Linked DNA regions of Triticum aestivum: region 1 is linked to region 2. The links are chromatin contacts, called in public Hi-C maps. All regions are on one chromosome and are shown on one strand. The core of a region is the stretch at or near the end of the contact, and the rest is flanking DNA. Distances in the headings are between cores, read along the strand shown.

What was found. Hi-C and Micro-C count contacts between places; a contact is called where the count stands out from the background.
Region 1: a Hi-C map of leaf shows a contact between it and region 2, with 4 times the contacts expected there. The contact joins the promoter of LOC123120458 here to the promoter of LOC123120454 in region 2. A contact is called at or near these places in 1 of 5 Hi-C or Micro-C datasets (leaf) and 1 of 1 datasets of contacts at active chromatin or transcription factors (leaf).

The regions. Positions count from the first base shown.
Region 1 is chr5D:245,206,015-245,213,112 of IWGSC CS RefSeq v2.1, reverse strand. It overlaps LOC123120458 (dual specificity protein phosphatase 12), which reads left to right and starts at 3,791. Exons shown (of 7, transcript XM_044540452.1): 1 at 3,791-4,373; 2 at 6,944-6,996. The coding sequence starts at 3,922. It overlaps LOC123120459 (U3 small nucleolar ribonucleoprotein protein MPP10), which reads left to right. Exons shown (of 12, transcript XM_044540454.1): 8 at 43-111; 9 at 778-849; 10 at 936-989; 11 at 1,071-1,212; 12 at 1,590-1,990. The coding sequence ends at 1,645.
Region 2 is chr5D:244,863,686-244,870,368 of IWGSC CS RefSeq v2.1, reverse strand. It overlaps LOC123120454 (protein ZINC INDUCED FACILITATOR-LIKE 1), which reads left to right and starts at 2,995. Exons shown (of 18, transcript XM_044540448.1): 1 at 2,995-3,560; 2 at 3,901-3,941; 3 at 4,557-4,617; 4 at 4,820-4,922; 5 at 5,049-5,151; 6 at 5,265-5,318; 7 at 5,401-5,463; 8 at 5,533-5,582; 9 at 5,669-5,744; 10 at 5,834-6,004; 11 at 6,221-6,308; 12 at 6,413-6,498; 13 at 6,596-6,683. The coding sequence starts at 3,401.

The sequences.
Region 1 (7,098 bases), core at 2,542-5,041, 340 kb before region 2:
TTAGTATAGTTCATCCACTAACTGATTCTTTTGCTCTTCCAGGATGAGTTTAAGGAAAAAACTGGCATTGCACCTGCCACACTTGCTATTTCAGATGAACTGAAGAATGAGGTGAGCAATCAATTGTTTTTACTAGAAAACCTGAGTGACGTTGGATTTACCTATCATGATTACAGTTTTATTCTGCTTTTGTTGGTCTTAATTGTTGTGCAACATCTGATACATCATTTGTGTTGGATTGAAAGATAATGTCCGCTAAAGAGCAAATCTTGCATTGTCTTGTCAGTAAAGGCATGCCAGATGTTATTATATCCATCTAAATTAGCAAGCTTTCATGTTCCCTGCTTGTCCTGATGACTGTAGTGTCAATATATTCATCATCACTTTTTCGTGGTGCACAAGATGCTTGTCATATTACGAAGTACAATTTTAATACCGATGCTCAGTGATGGTTTATTGCCATGCGATGGATATGACGTTAGCTATTGGAATTTTTGGTGTTAGAAAAATACTCCATTTTGTAATGAATGAGAAGAAATGGATTGCTTCAGTCACTATATGCGTTACTTTAAGCATGCATATTGCGTAGGTCACACTTGATACTACATTGGCCAACTTGATTTTATGCTTCTGTTTCCTGCAATCTTTCCACCGGTGCTGTGTGCATATGTTCTCTTTGTCTTTATGATGATATCAACTATCATTCTGGCTATGTGGATATTTTTGTGTTACCAAAGTGATACTTCCTGATTCTGACTAACTTCTTATTCAACTCAGGCAAATGATTTATTTAAGAGGATATGCTTGAAGTTGGATGCGCTCTCTCATTTCCACTTTGCCCCAAAGCCGGTATGTGATAGCTCTCTATTAGACAGCATCGTATAATACCTCAAGTTTGCAATTTTTGGTATGAAGGACAAGTGTTGTCTTTTCAGGTCATTGAGGATATGTCCATACAAGTTAATATACCTGCTCTAGCAATGGAAGAGGTACCACAATCATTGTTTTTCTCTTGTGAAGTTATTCTATTTGAGTATTTCATTCATGTAACGACTTGTCTTCCTTGGCAGGTTGCACCTGTAGCTGTTTCAGATGCCGCAATGCTCGCTCCCGAAGAAGTTTTTGAAGGGAAAGGGGATATTAAAGAAGACGTGGAGCTTACACAAGCTGAGCGCAAAAGAAGAAGAGCCAACAAGAAGAGGAGATATGCAGGTATTTTTTTTCTCTTTGGGGTTTCACTCGCCTCGACGGCTTTTGAAAAATCCTCCCAAGAAACAATGAATCCTGCTCTCTACTTCATCACCAGGGTAGTTCATGGTTGTATTCAGTTGTATTACTCCCTCCATTCCTAAATATAAGTCTTTCTAGAGATTTCACTATGGACTACATACGGATGTATATAGACGTAGTTTAGAGTGTAGATTCACTCATTTTACTCGGTATGTAGTCTCTTATTGGAATCTCTAAAAAGACTTGTAGTATTTAGGAACGGAGGGAGTAGTATATTGGAAGATTTGGAGCAGCGCAATCTCACACATGGACTGAATTGTGTTGGCAACATGACAAAAACCTGCTACTTTGCCATGCAGAATCGCACAAGGAGAGGCCAGCCAAGCTGCGGAAAGAGAACTCATCAAATATATAGGAAGCTGCTGCTTACATGCTATATGTATTGCAAACCTTTGGAGTTGGTTGGAGGGAGGACCGCCACCAACAGTGTAATGCCTTTCGTGATCTGATGCCTGGCCTGCAATTTCAAGGCTCTGATGTAGCCAGTTTTCGAGCTTTCATGCAGTGTAAAAGCATTTCCTTTTAGAATTTCTCACAGGGAGTGAGTGTCTTCTCGAGTAGAATAGAATTGAACTCTTGCGAGTATAAGAGTGTCATGTACTTCCTCCGTTCCGAAATATTTGTCTTTCTAGTCATTTCAAATGGATTACCACATACGGATGTATGTAGACATATTTTAGAGTGTAGATTCGCTCCTTTTGCTCCGTATGTAGTCACTTGTTGAAATATCTAGAAAGACAAATATTTAGGAACGGAGGGAGTACTAGATAATGCATCAGGGTGTCCTTCCGGCACTCGAAGCCGAATTCAACCCAGAAACTGAGCAAGGTGGTACAAAGTTTACCATATTCGAATACAGTTTGACCATGTTGTACCTACATAGGTAAAATTTTGAGATTGAGGCCGTTTTGTACTATTGAGCGCGGGAGCATCATCATCATAGTTGCCTGCACCCTCCCCCCCCCCCCCCCTCGTCTGGTTCTTTCTACTCCCGGATATGTTCCTGTTGCACTAGTTATTGTAAGTTTGCAACCATTTGCTTAGTTCAAGTCCAACGGGCGCCCATTTTTTCCGTTTGGATAGGGCAATGGGGCGGCGGTCGGCTGTCTTTCTGATGCGCTGCCGTTGGGCGCATCTAATCCGGCATGGCTGTCTGGAGCCTCTATGTATACATTTTTTTTTGCCATTGGAATACATTTTTTTATTTCGTTCAACAACATTTTGATATATTAGAGTACACAATTCATCAATTCTTCACTAGGGAAGTGAGAACAAAGAAAACAAGAATTACAATTAGACACTTCAAAGGATAACCAACTTTCATAAATACTCTTACTAGTTGGATGAATATCTTCTTTATATCTTCATTGTTGATCTGCGGCTTCTCGAGTTTGTACGCTTTTTTCTTGTTCGATTCCAAAGAATTCGACATCACTTTACATCTAGTCTCATCTTTAGCCTTCATTCTAGCAACGAGTGCACGTGCATCTATCATTCTTGCTATCAATAGATCAATGTAATCTTCTTTCCAATACCAAAACTTGCATACATCCTACACACAAAATTGAGCAAGCAATAACCTACCGAAAATGCATCGAATCCAGTGAGCACAACGGAATCAAAAGAAGCACATACCCCATCTTTTTTGCACTTAAAGAACACCAATCCGGAATGTTCCGGCATGGTAGAAACCCAAGCGCACGACCTGCCGCTGGCAGTCGTCGCACTTTATGACCGGCAATGGTGAGCTGACGAGCTGCTGGTCCAGCGCCGAGCCCGGGCGGTGGCTGAGCGTGTCTTTGCCAGCGAACCGCCGACAACTTAGATCCAAGCAGCTAGAGGCGGAGTTAATACCTGCATGCGGCGTGGAGGCGTTGCCAGGGCTGTGCGGTTCGGCACCCGGCCAATCCATGGCAAGCCGCAGTCGCCGGTGGCTAGATGCGCCAAATCCAGTGACAGCGGCGGCAACCGCAGATCTACCGGTTGCGTGCCGTTGATGGGGCGAGAGAGGACAAGGCTAGGCTGGACAGCGAGGAGGCGGCCCGGGAAAATGGGCGGTGACGGCGGCTATGGCCGGGGCAGGGGGTGGGGGCGTAGGGGAGGTGAAGAGAAAAAGGAGCCTCTGTGTGCCCGACGGGCAGGTTAGGGGAGGACAAGGGCACGCGTCCCGCCCGTTATCTCGATGCAAACACGGAGCCGAAAATGAGTCAGCGACGGATAAAAAATAAACGTTTGTCTGTTTGCTCCAGCATGTTGGGCCGTGATTTATGTATATCTACCGGAAACGCGGCCGGATCATTTTGGGTCGTGAGTTGTAGTTGCCTCCTCACGTCCCGAGCGCGTGACTGAGAAAAGTGCTAAAACAATATGCAGCACTACCAAGCGAATGTCCTGCCGAGGTCATCCACGTTGAGTCGTTGACTCGTTTGAGTCCTGGTCATTCAGGACTAGTTTGACTAAACCCTGCAATTTCGAACTGCAATTTCTGTTTCAAAAGCAATTCCGCAACCGAGCGAGAGCTCAGCGAAAACAGCAGACAGCAGCAGCAGGGCAACCCACCAAATGCCCCAAACCCTCCGCTCCCTCCTCTTCTAGGGTTTCCTCCTCCCCGTCCGCGCCGCCCGCCCGCCCATGGCCGCCACCTCCGGCGACGCCCCGGTCCCGCCCGCCATGCCGGACCTCGTCCGTGACCACCTCTACTTCGGCGGCATCAACGACGCCATCGCGGCCCTCACCGCCTCCCTCCCGGACGGTACCGACATCACCCACGTCCTCTCCGTCGTCAGCTCCGCCTCCATCTCCTTCTTCACCGACTACCGCCCGGGCCTCTCCTTGCCAGCCGAGGAGGTCCGCCGCGTCGTCGCCGGGGAGGACGGGGCGCCCTCGGCGGTGGCCCCGGGGCGGCTGATGCGGGTGGTGGAGAGGACCGGGGAAGGGCTAAGGGTGACGCGGATGGCCGTGCCGCTCAGGGACACGGAGGAGGAGAACCTGCTCGACCACCTCGAGCCGTGCCTCGACTTTATCGACGAGGGGAGGAAGGCGGGCAGCGTGCTCGTGCATTGCTTCGCGGGGGTCTCGAGGAGGTACGCTTGCTTATCAACACCAGATCCCGGTTGCTTCCGTTGTTCTGTAAGCCCCACGTTTTTATTGTCTCGGTTTATATGTTCTTGTTTGCATGTCACGAAAAACTAGTTTGGTTGCCATATTTATCTTGTCAACACCTTCCTGCAAAGTAACTGTGAGCATTTCAAATCACATGAATGTCCATCTGTAATGATTTGGCTAAATGGATATTTTGTATTGACCAACCTGTCCAAAATCAATTTGCGGTCGTGTATCATCTCAAAATTACATATACTTTAGCAGAAATGGTCCACATGGCTGCGCATTATATAAGGCACATCTGAAAAAATTATGATACGTTGTATTCATCATCGACAATCTGCCATCTACTTACATATCAGTTTGTTTTGTAAAATTTCTGTTTGTCTGATGCTCCAACTGGTTTTATCTGGTAAATGCAGATTAAAATGTTCATTTGCTATGGCGGTTAATGTTTCAATCCTGTTTATGTATGCATGTGTATGGAGGGACATGTAGTGAACAGTCACAATAACTGTAAATAAAACTAGTAACTGGGCACTTAGCCAAAAACCGTGTGTTTTGCTGAATAGAAAATGCACATCATCTTATTTTTGGCTAAATATACAGTTAATACGCATCATCTCACTCGACACACACACACATTGATCAGCATTAGGGCATGTTTGGTTGTCCTTCACACTTTACCACACTTTTGTGCCATAAGTGTGGCATGCTGCAGTTTTTGTGGTGGTCAAATTGTTCGCCACACTTGTGGCAAAAGTTAGCTAGCAGCTGAGTTTATGACAAGTGGAGCATGTGTGACTAAGCCATTATGGCATGCCACAACTGTGGCTAGAACAAAACACTTGCCACTGTGGCGGAAAAGTGTGGATGCCAACCAAACATGCCCTATGTCCTTGCAAGGGAACATACTAACCCCCTTTTGCCGGGTATAACCAGCTGGACTACTAGGCTAATAGAAATTGTTACAAAAGAAACTGATGGTTAAGTGTGGCATTTTGGTTAATGCCTATTACCTCATACTGCTTTCTCAAATGTGTCTTGTATAACAAGCATGTCGACTGTTTGTACTGAAGTGGTTGTATAGTGGGACAATACACGACTAAAATTTGATTTTGCATAGGTTGGTACAAACCAATCCAGTTAAAACATTGCCACTGCATCTAAACCGGTCCATTTATGCTACAGAAAGATGTAGACATTTGCAAGATAAGCTGTCGAACTGTTTTTTCCCTGCATGCCAACCAGAACAAAGAGGCGAAGGCTGGTGATAGTGATGTTAAGCTAGAAAAGAAAGAGACCATGCCTATCAACGTAAAACCGGTGGATGCTGCTAATCTGGAACACCCCCGCCAGGCATAATAAAGTTTTAAATCTGACCTGCTGAGGCTGTGGGCAGTCTGAGGCATTTTGTAAGCTCCAGGCTGCATTGCATATCTCAATTTTTTCCTCTCAGAAAGCAAAATGCTACTAGTGAAGAGAGCAGAAAGCGGTTGTCCCATCCTTAGACTCCAGCATGCCTCTGAAGTTAAGAGGGGAGTGGTGTTTTGGTGTTGTTCTGGTGAGAAGAGGTGGACGCGAAACAAAGTTTTCTTGAAGTCCCACATCGATGTGTTTGTGCGTGACCAGGGGAAGCCAGCAGGCTTCACCTTTTTCTATGGCGAACCACGTTGGGAGTTCATGGCAGATAGTTGGTATTTGTTGAGTTACCTGAGGTGCCAATCAGTGCTAGCCTGGCTATGTGTGGGAGGTTTGAACACAGTCCGATACGACACGCTGACAGCTAAAGCATTTGAGAGTTAGGTTGGGAGTGGTGGTGGATGGAGGAGTTTTGAAATGTGGTTGGTGACACTGGTGTTACTTCAGTTTGCCATATACTTTGGCTATGATGAGCTTATCAGTGTTGTCCCTAGCAATGAGGAGCCATGGGTATGATTTGCAAGAGGATACTATTTTTTTTAATTCGCCGGAGCAAGATGGCTGCAGCATGTCTCTCGAGCAACCTGTGATGGATTGCGGCTAGCATAGAATTGTCAGGCGGTGGTGTTGAAACTGACTCGCAGAGCTGATAAACCCATGAAGCGCCACCTCTTTTCAGGGTCACACTTGTCTAACATATCTCCAATTGTAATGGAGTTCGACAAGCTAGGCAGAAGTTTCTTGTAGTTGAAACTATAGTCTTCTTGTGAAGGGGGCCAAATCTTGTTTTAACTGGTGCATGTGGCTTAATGCAATTCCATATTTTTATCGGTGTTCTTTGTTATTTGTAATCCTGCTATAGTAAGTAATGATGAGTTCAGTGAGTTCTAGTATAAAAGATATTCTTAGTCATATGGAACATTATGTTTTTGAGCTTAAGAATGTTTAGCAAGTAAGAAAGCTGACAACTCATGGCTCTTGGTAACCAATTAGTATAGGATGCATTGCAATTTCCACATATAACTTCCTATTTGATGTGCCGGAAATGGGGAATGTGTATTTTTCACTTATAATGATGCCATTCACGTTCACTATATAACATCTATTTGGAATTTCTATCATGCTGCAGTGCTACCATCATCACGGCATATCTAATGAGAACAGAGCAGAAATCTCTGGATGGTATGATTTTTTTTGAGCAAAATTTGTAATACACTAATCTTTAGTTTGTATGTTGCTTGAATTATCTGATCCACCTTTTATAATCCATGTGGCATTCACTAC
Region 2 (6,683 bases), core at 1,746-4,245:
TTTCTCATGATGCAATATGATGATGCACAACTTGAACAATGGCAAAACAAACTCACATAGTCGGACTTCATGGTGCCACTAGGAGGTGCATTGCGTACTTGCTCCAAGCAAGCTGCCCAACGGCTGCACATAGGCTTGATATTCTCCCAACACCCTTGAAGCGACCAAAATGTGCGTGGAGTCCTATTGGGATGCTTTGCCATAATGCAAAAGTATTGATCTTCGATCCTTTGCCAATATCTCTTGTCGGTTTGAGAAGTACTCGTGCATGCATCAAGAGACACCGCACTCCATGCTTGGATCAAAGCTTAATCTTCCAAGATCGTGTAGTTCTTCGATCTTTGGCTTTTCCCAGTTTTTGCTTGCGATTGATCATACGCTTCCGCTTCGATCTCCTCCAATTCGTCCGCACAACCATGATCATCCATGCCGCCCTCCGTTTCATTGTAGTCGAACGGTTCGAAAGGGGCTTGATCAATGTCAACCGCGTTCGTGTCCAACAAGTTCACGAACTCGGTTGTTGCATTGTTCGAACCACCGCTATAGCGAACGATAACAAGTCACGAGCTATCGAGAATAATGGCGAAAATGAAAGGAAATCGCCAAGACCGAAGACGCATACCTTCCGGCCATTTCGTCGAACACCTCGCTCGCGGGGGGAGCGGCATCGTTGAACGGCATCGCCGGAGCACCTCCTTGCGGGGGGATGAAGTGAGAGGATGAAGAAGGCGGCTTCTTTGAAGCCGGAACCTTCCTCCGCTTTACGCCCACGGCCTTGCCGACCTTCTCCGCCGCCGGCCGGGATCACGCTGCCCCGTTGGCGCCCGGAGCGCGGGCCATCGCGGCGGGGGCAGCCGGATTCCCGCCCTGCACGACCACGTTGCCCTGCCGCTTGCGGGCAGGCGCGGCATGTGCTTGGGCGACGGCGGTGGGGCCAACATGGCCGGCGACGAGATCCGCCCGAGGGGAAGGAGCGTGCGCAACCTCGACGGTGACGGGGAACAGCATGGGGTCGTCCATGGCGGCGAGGGACGGCCGAGGAGGAGGAACCGGAGCTTGCGGGGGGGGGGGGGGGGGGGGCAATGGTGGCAGAGGGTGCGGGGAGCGGGAAAGGGCGCGCGGAATTGTCCCTCCCGCCAAATCTCACGGCGGATAGGGGTTGAGCTCGGGTCAGCCTCCCAGCCCGTGAAGATAGAGGTTGGGGAAGAAGATTTGCCGCGCCCCACAAAAATATTTGCGGACCGGGGCGGGATGCGGGGTCTGATCGTGCAGATTTTCCGGCTCCGACCCGCAATTTGGCGGTTATTTTACGGGCCGGGGCGGGATGCGGGGTCTGTTGCTCTTATCCGACGGAAACAAACACCACTGCTCACCCGGTATCTGGGCCAGATCTTCTAAGAACCACCCAACATATGGTCTTGTTTTCTTTTCTGCCCAAGCAGAGATTACTGGCATATATCATGACGGAACCAAAGGGGGAAGCTTCCACAATAATAGAAAAAAAGAAGAAGAGGAAGATGATTTCACTGCTTTATTAGATCAAGACACGGATCAGTGGGTGACAAAAGCTAGCCAGGCAACATGCCGGTGAAAACGATCGAATCGATCATGATGAAGAAATAATTCGGCATGTGAAGCCCTGGACCTAGCCTTTTGTAAAAGCATCTTTATTTTTTGAGATGTTGTAAAAGCATCTTTACCATCGCGTCGCAACGCACTCACACACACAGTCACCTACCTACGTAGCCGCTCAACCTATCTGTTGTACTCCTCTTCTCCAATGGCCGTATTGCTTTCTTCTTACTTCAGGCCTTGGTGTACTCTCATGTACACTTTTTCTTAAAGAGCTGGAATGGAATTAAGCACCTGTTGGTGCCATGTTTTGTTCAAAAAAAAAAGATTAAACCTACGCAGCCGCTCGTGAATGATCCAAACAAATAAGATTCGGCCCAAAGACATGTCCTTACTCCTGCCACTGGCCCATCCACCACTGTCCCCGCAAAGTATAGAAGTTTAGAAAAAAGTAGAAGTTTCGAAAGAAAGAAAAACAGAAGTAATTAGTACTCCCTCTATCCGACAATATTTATCGCAGAAATAGATATTAATGAATGCATATAAAGTTAAAATATGTCTACATACATTCATTTCTCCAACGGTATTGCCGAACGGAGGGAGTACGTATTCACTCCATCATAAAATAAGTAAACGAATGAGGGAGTAACTGGGTGCGGATCTTCGTCAAAATTGCCGTTGTGATGAGTTCCGGCTTGTGAATGAAGAACTGTTGTCACCGACTACGTACTACTCTAGCAAGTGGCATGATTCATAGGATTGGTTGTGTTCATTCAATGGCATCATGCTTACTTATCATGCATGGCCGAACTGATCGGCTGTCGCGAAGTCTGCAGATTAATCCGTGACAGTAACCACTATGTTGGGTGACAAAAGGATACCCAAGATGATCACTTCCGACCAGGGAAAAGGGAAAGACTGTGCATGTGATGGAGGAGTAGACGTGTTATTTTTTTTCTTTTATTTTTGCAGGGGAAAGAAGATGTGATGGACCAGTAGGCGTTTCATTTTTGTTTTTGTGGGGAAAAGAAAATGTGGTGGACGAGACTGGTGAATGGTGGTGGCATCTTCATCTTTGGTCAGGCCGTTGGAATATTTCCGAAACTGTTTTGTTTGCTTTTACTCGTTATAATAAGGTAAGCCATGGAATGCATCAGTTCGATTTCAAGTACAATACTCATATATACTCCATCCACCTTAAATCCTTTTTAAGTAAAGTAAACTTGTAAAATAACTAATTAAAGGAGAGACGACCAAGCTCGTATCTTATTTTTCAACCCCGGAAATCTCAGCTTTGTATTTATTTTTTTGGAAAAAAAATTAGCCCCGGCCTTCGCATCAGAACGATGCATACAACCGTAAGCCCAGCTTTGCACCTGGCACTTTCTCTCTATATATACCAGTGCATCGCTGGGGTACGTACCTTCTTCACCCTCAGTTGGTTTGCCAGCTTCAGTGACAGTAACTACGTACGTACTGTAAGCTGGATTTGTCTGGACCTCTGGTGCGCTGGTGGCTCCCGCTGTCCGTCACGCCGCCCGTGCGCCCGCTCCTGAGCCGTGACGTGTCCCTCTCGCGGTGCCCCGGCCGTCTGCTGCCAAGCGGGGCACACGTACCAAGACACGATCCACACGACAAGCTTCTTCAACTAGCCCCCACTCCGACTCCATCGGCCGCCGCTCGTCCTTCCTCTTCTGCCCCGGCCAGCCGCCTCTTCCTCCTTCCTTCCTTCCCCGGCTCAGCCCGCCGCACCTGCCGTCGTCCCGTTCCGCCAGCCAGCCATCATCTCAGAGTAGCCGTCGTCGTCGTGGTCGTCTGGCCGAGAAGGATGGGAGAGTCGCCATCACCGGCGCCGGCGCCGGCGGCTGCCGCCGCCAAGGTGTACTACGAGGGGTGCCCCGGGTGCGCCATGGAGCGGAGGAAGGAGAGCAGCACGGGGACCCCGTACAAGGAGCTCTTCTTCGTCGGGATCACCACCTTTGCATCATGTCAGTATATACTCCTCCCTGTCTAAAACGAAGAGGATTAAATTACTGGTACTGGCATGGTCGATCTTGCTCTTGTCTTGTCTTGTCTTGCTCCTGCGAGCTGGAGTATTTCTTAATTCATCCCTTCTCTCGGTCTTATCTTATAGCCACTGCACGTACTCATTTCTTAAATAATAATGCTTCTGCGTTCTGCCTCAGTTCTTGCTCGTAGTGGTATCATTCTTGGAGCACATACTCCGTATATAATTGACATATTATAATGTTATTACTCGGTTGTATTCCCAACATAACTGATCCTGTCTGTCCGTCCCTCTTGTCTCTATCTATCTATCTTTTTCAGCTTTGCCGATCACGTCGCTGTTCCCGTTTCTCTACTTCATGGTGAGTCTACCTTCACATGCCCATGCCAATTTTCTTCATTCAGTATTCATTTTGTCTCGGTGTTTGTTTTAAGACTGCATAATAGTCCACCTCACCCTAAAAAAATAACACTGCATGATAGTCTCGAACTGCCCAGACATGTCCGGTTCGTCGATAGTTTAAGATACTCCCTCTGTCCCATAATATAAGACGCTCTTGTAACTATGCGAAATTTACCTTTTTGCCAGTAAGCTGTTTTCATCTGTTTTTGCCACTTTTTAATGTTCGGACGGATCCGCATGTCAGTGATACAAACCGAGTGGCCAAAAGCAGATGCCATGCAAAATCCAGTGGCATATATGAAGGAGAGCAACTGTCCGTATCCTAGTGATCACCAGCCAACTATTCTTTTTATTTTCCTGAACGTTTTTATAACCCGACTGTAGGCAGGAAACTCCTTTCCCTGTGTCCCGTTTTAACAATAGGCCTATTCCAGTTAGTAGTTTTTTTGAAACGGATATTCCAGTTAGTAGTTATTCACTCGTTTTGCACCCCTATGATCTGCTATCTTCCTAAGTTATGTATTTTGCAAAATAGAAAATGAAAGTATTCAGGTTTTTCCCTTCTCTAAATCAGATACAAGACTTGCACGTTGCTCAAAGAGAAGAAGATATTGGATTCTATGCTGGATTTCTTGGTAAGATTTTTTTGTACTACATAACTGCCATTCTGTACCAACAAAGTTGATGCACATGTCTTTGTTTCACAAATGTACCAACGTTAATTCTAATTTTGTACTACATACATAGTAAAAGTTTCAATGAGCAACGAAACTCATGCATACTTTGTTTCAGAATAACGCCAATATTCGGTACATAACTGTTACATTTCTCCTGTAGGTGCATCATATATGGTTGGTAGAGGTTTCGCATCGATCTTTTGGGGCATGGTTGCAGATCGCATCGGACGAAAGCCTGTAATTGTATTTTCACTTTTCACGGTGTAAGTATTTGTGATGATATCTTCCCCTCCAAGCGGATGAAAATTTACCACAACATTTAGTTTTCATTTCCTTGTCTTTTATTAGAGAGAAAAAAATGTACACTAATTTCCTCATGCACATTTCAGCATTGTGTTCAACACTTTATTCGGATTAAGTGTGAAATATTGGATGGCTATCACTACAAGGTTGCTTCTTGGTGCACTAAACGGATTTCTAGCACCAATCAAGGTAACTTAAAAAAACAAAAATCGAGGGACAGTTGCAGGAATGAACGACAGCTGTTTTTGTTAATCATGTCAAATGTCTATTTCGATAATGTTATGGTTACACGGGGGATGCAGGCTTACTCCATTGAAGTTTGCCGGGATGACGAACAAGCTTTGGGCATATCAATTGTAAATTCAGTTCGACATAAAACACTTAACTACCTATGTGAAACATTACATGAACTCAGTTTGATCTTTCATAAACATTCAGGTCAATACAGCATGGGGATTAGGCCTTATAATTGGCCCAGCAATTGGGGGCTACCTTGCTCAGGTAATATCACAAGCGTTAATCACATTCACTGAGATTTTCATTTGACCATTTTTGTCTACTTATTACCAGCCAGCCAAACAATATCCACACATTTTCCATGACAAGTCAACATTTGGGAGGTACTCATTTCTCCTATCATTGAACTGTTCATACTTAATGGCATAAATAGTTGCCCATTTTCATGTCCGTGATCCCAATCATGCAGGTTCCCATATCTTCTTCCATGTCTTTGCATATCAATTTTCGCAACCTTCGCCCTCATAAGCTGCATATGGCTTCCGGTATGTACAACCTGAACTATGCATCTTGTATATGTAAATCTATTGAGTTTTGTTTGAATGCTATGTATTCACATTGATGCACTAAACAGGAAACACTACACAAGCACGCGAAGTTTGAAATGGGAGCTGAAACGGCTGAAGCTGGCACAACTCAGGAAAGTACAGAGTCACCTAAGAAGAGCTTATGGAAAAATTGGCCGTTGATGTCGTCAATTATCACATATTGTGTCTTCTCCCTTCATGACACTGCATATAGTGAGGTAATATACAGTATGATGAAATCATGATATATAGAAGTTCTCCAAAAGGATACTGCAGATCTAGGTGCAGTAAATATATTAGTTCTTTTTTAAAACCGAAAATATATTAATTCTTGACCCATTGTATCTAAAATTTATACATATTTTTCATGCAAACTCATCTGCTGCATGCAAGATTAAATTTTCTAACCGTTATTTGTTACAATTCAACATCAGATATTTTCCCTGTGGACTGTAAGTGGTAGAAAATATGGTGGACTTAGCTTTTCATCTAAGGATGTCGGTCAAGTTCTTACAGTGGCAGGTAAGCATAGTTTAATCTATTTCTTCCCTAATGTTTTGAACATTTTTGCATACCTCTTAGTGATTTATTTTTAAGCTGTAAACATGCAATCTGTTTCACTGTAGGTGTCAGTCTTCTTGTATACCAAATCTTTGTTTATCGTTGGCTCAATAATACGCTAGGACCTGTAAACTCAACCCGCATCGCATCTGTGAGTTACTAATATCACTCTTTTTCTTTATGCCAATTTCAGTTTACTTGATAATTCACTGTCTCCTATTTTTGTAAATTGACCATTAGCATTGCAGGCCCTGTCTATACCAATTATTGCTGCTTATCCCTTTATGACACACTTGTCAGGAATAAGACTTGGTCTGGCTCTCTATATTGCAGCAA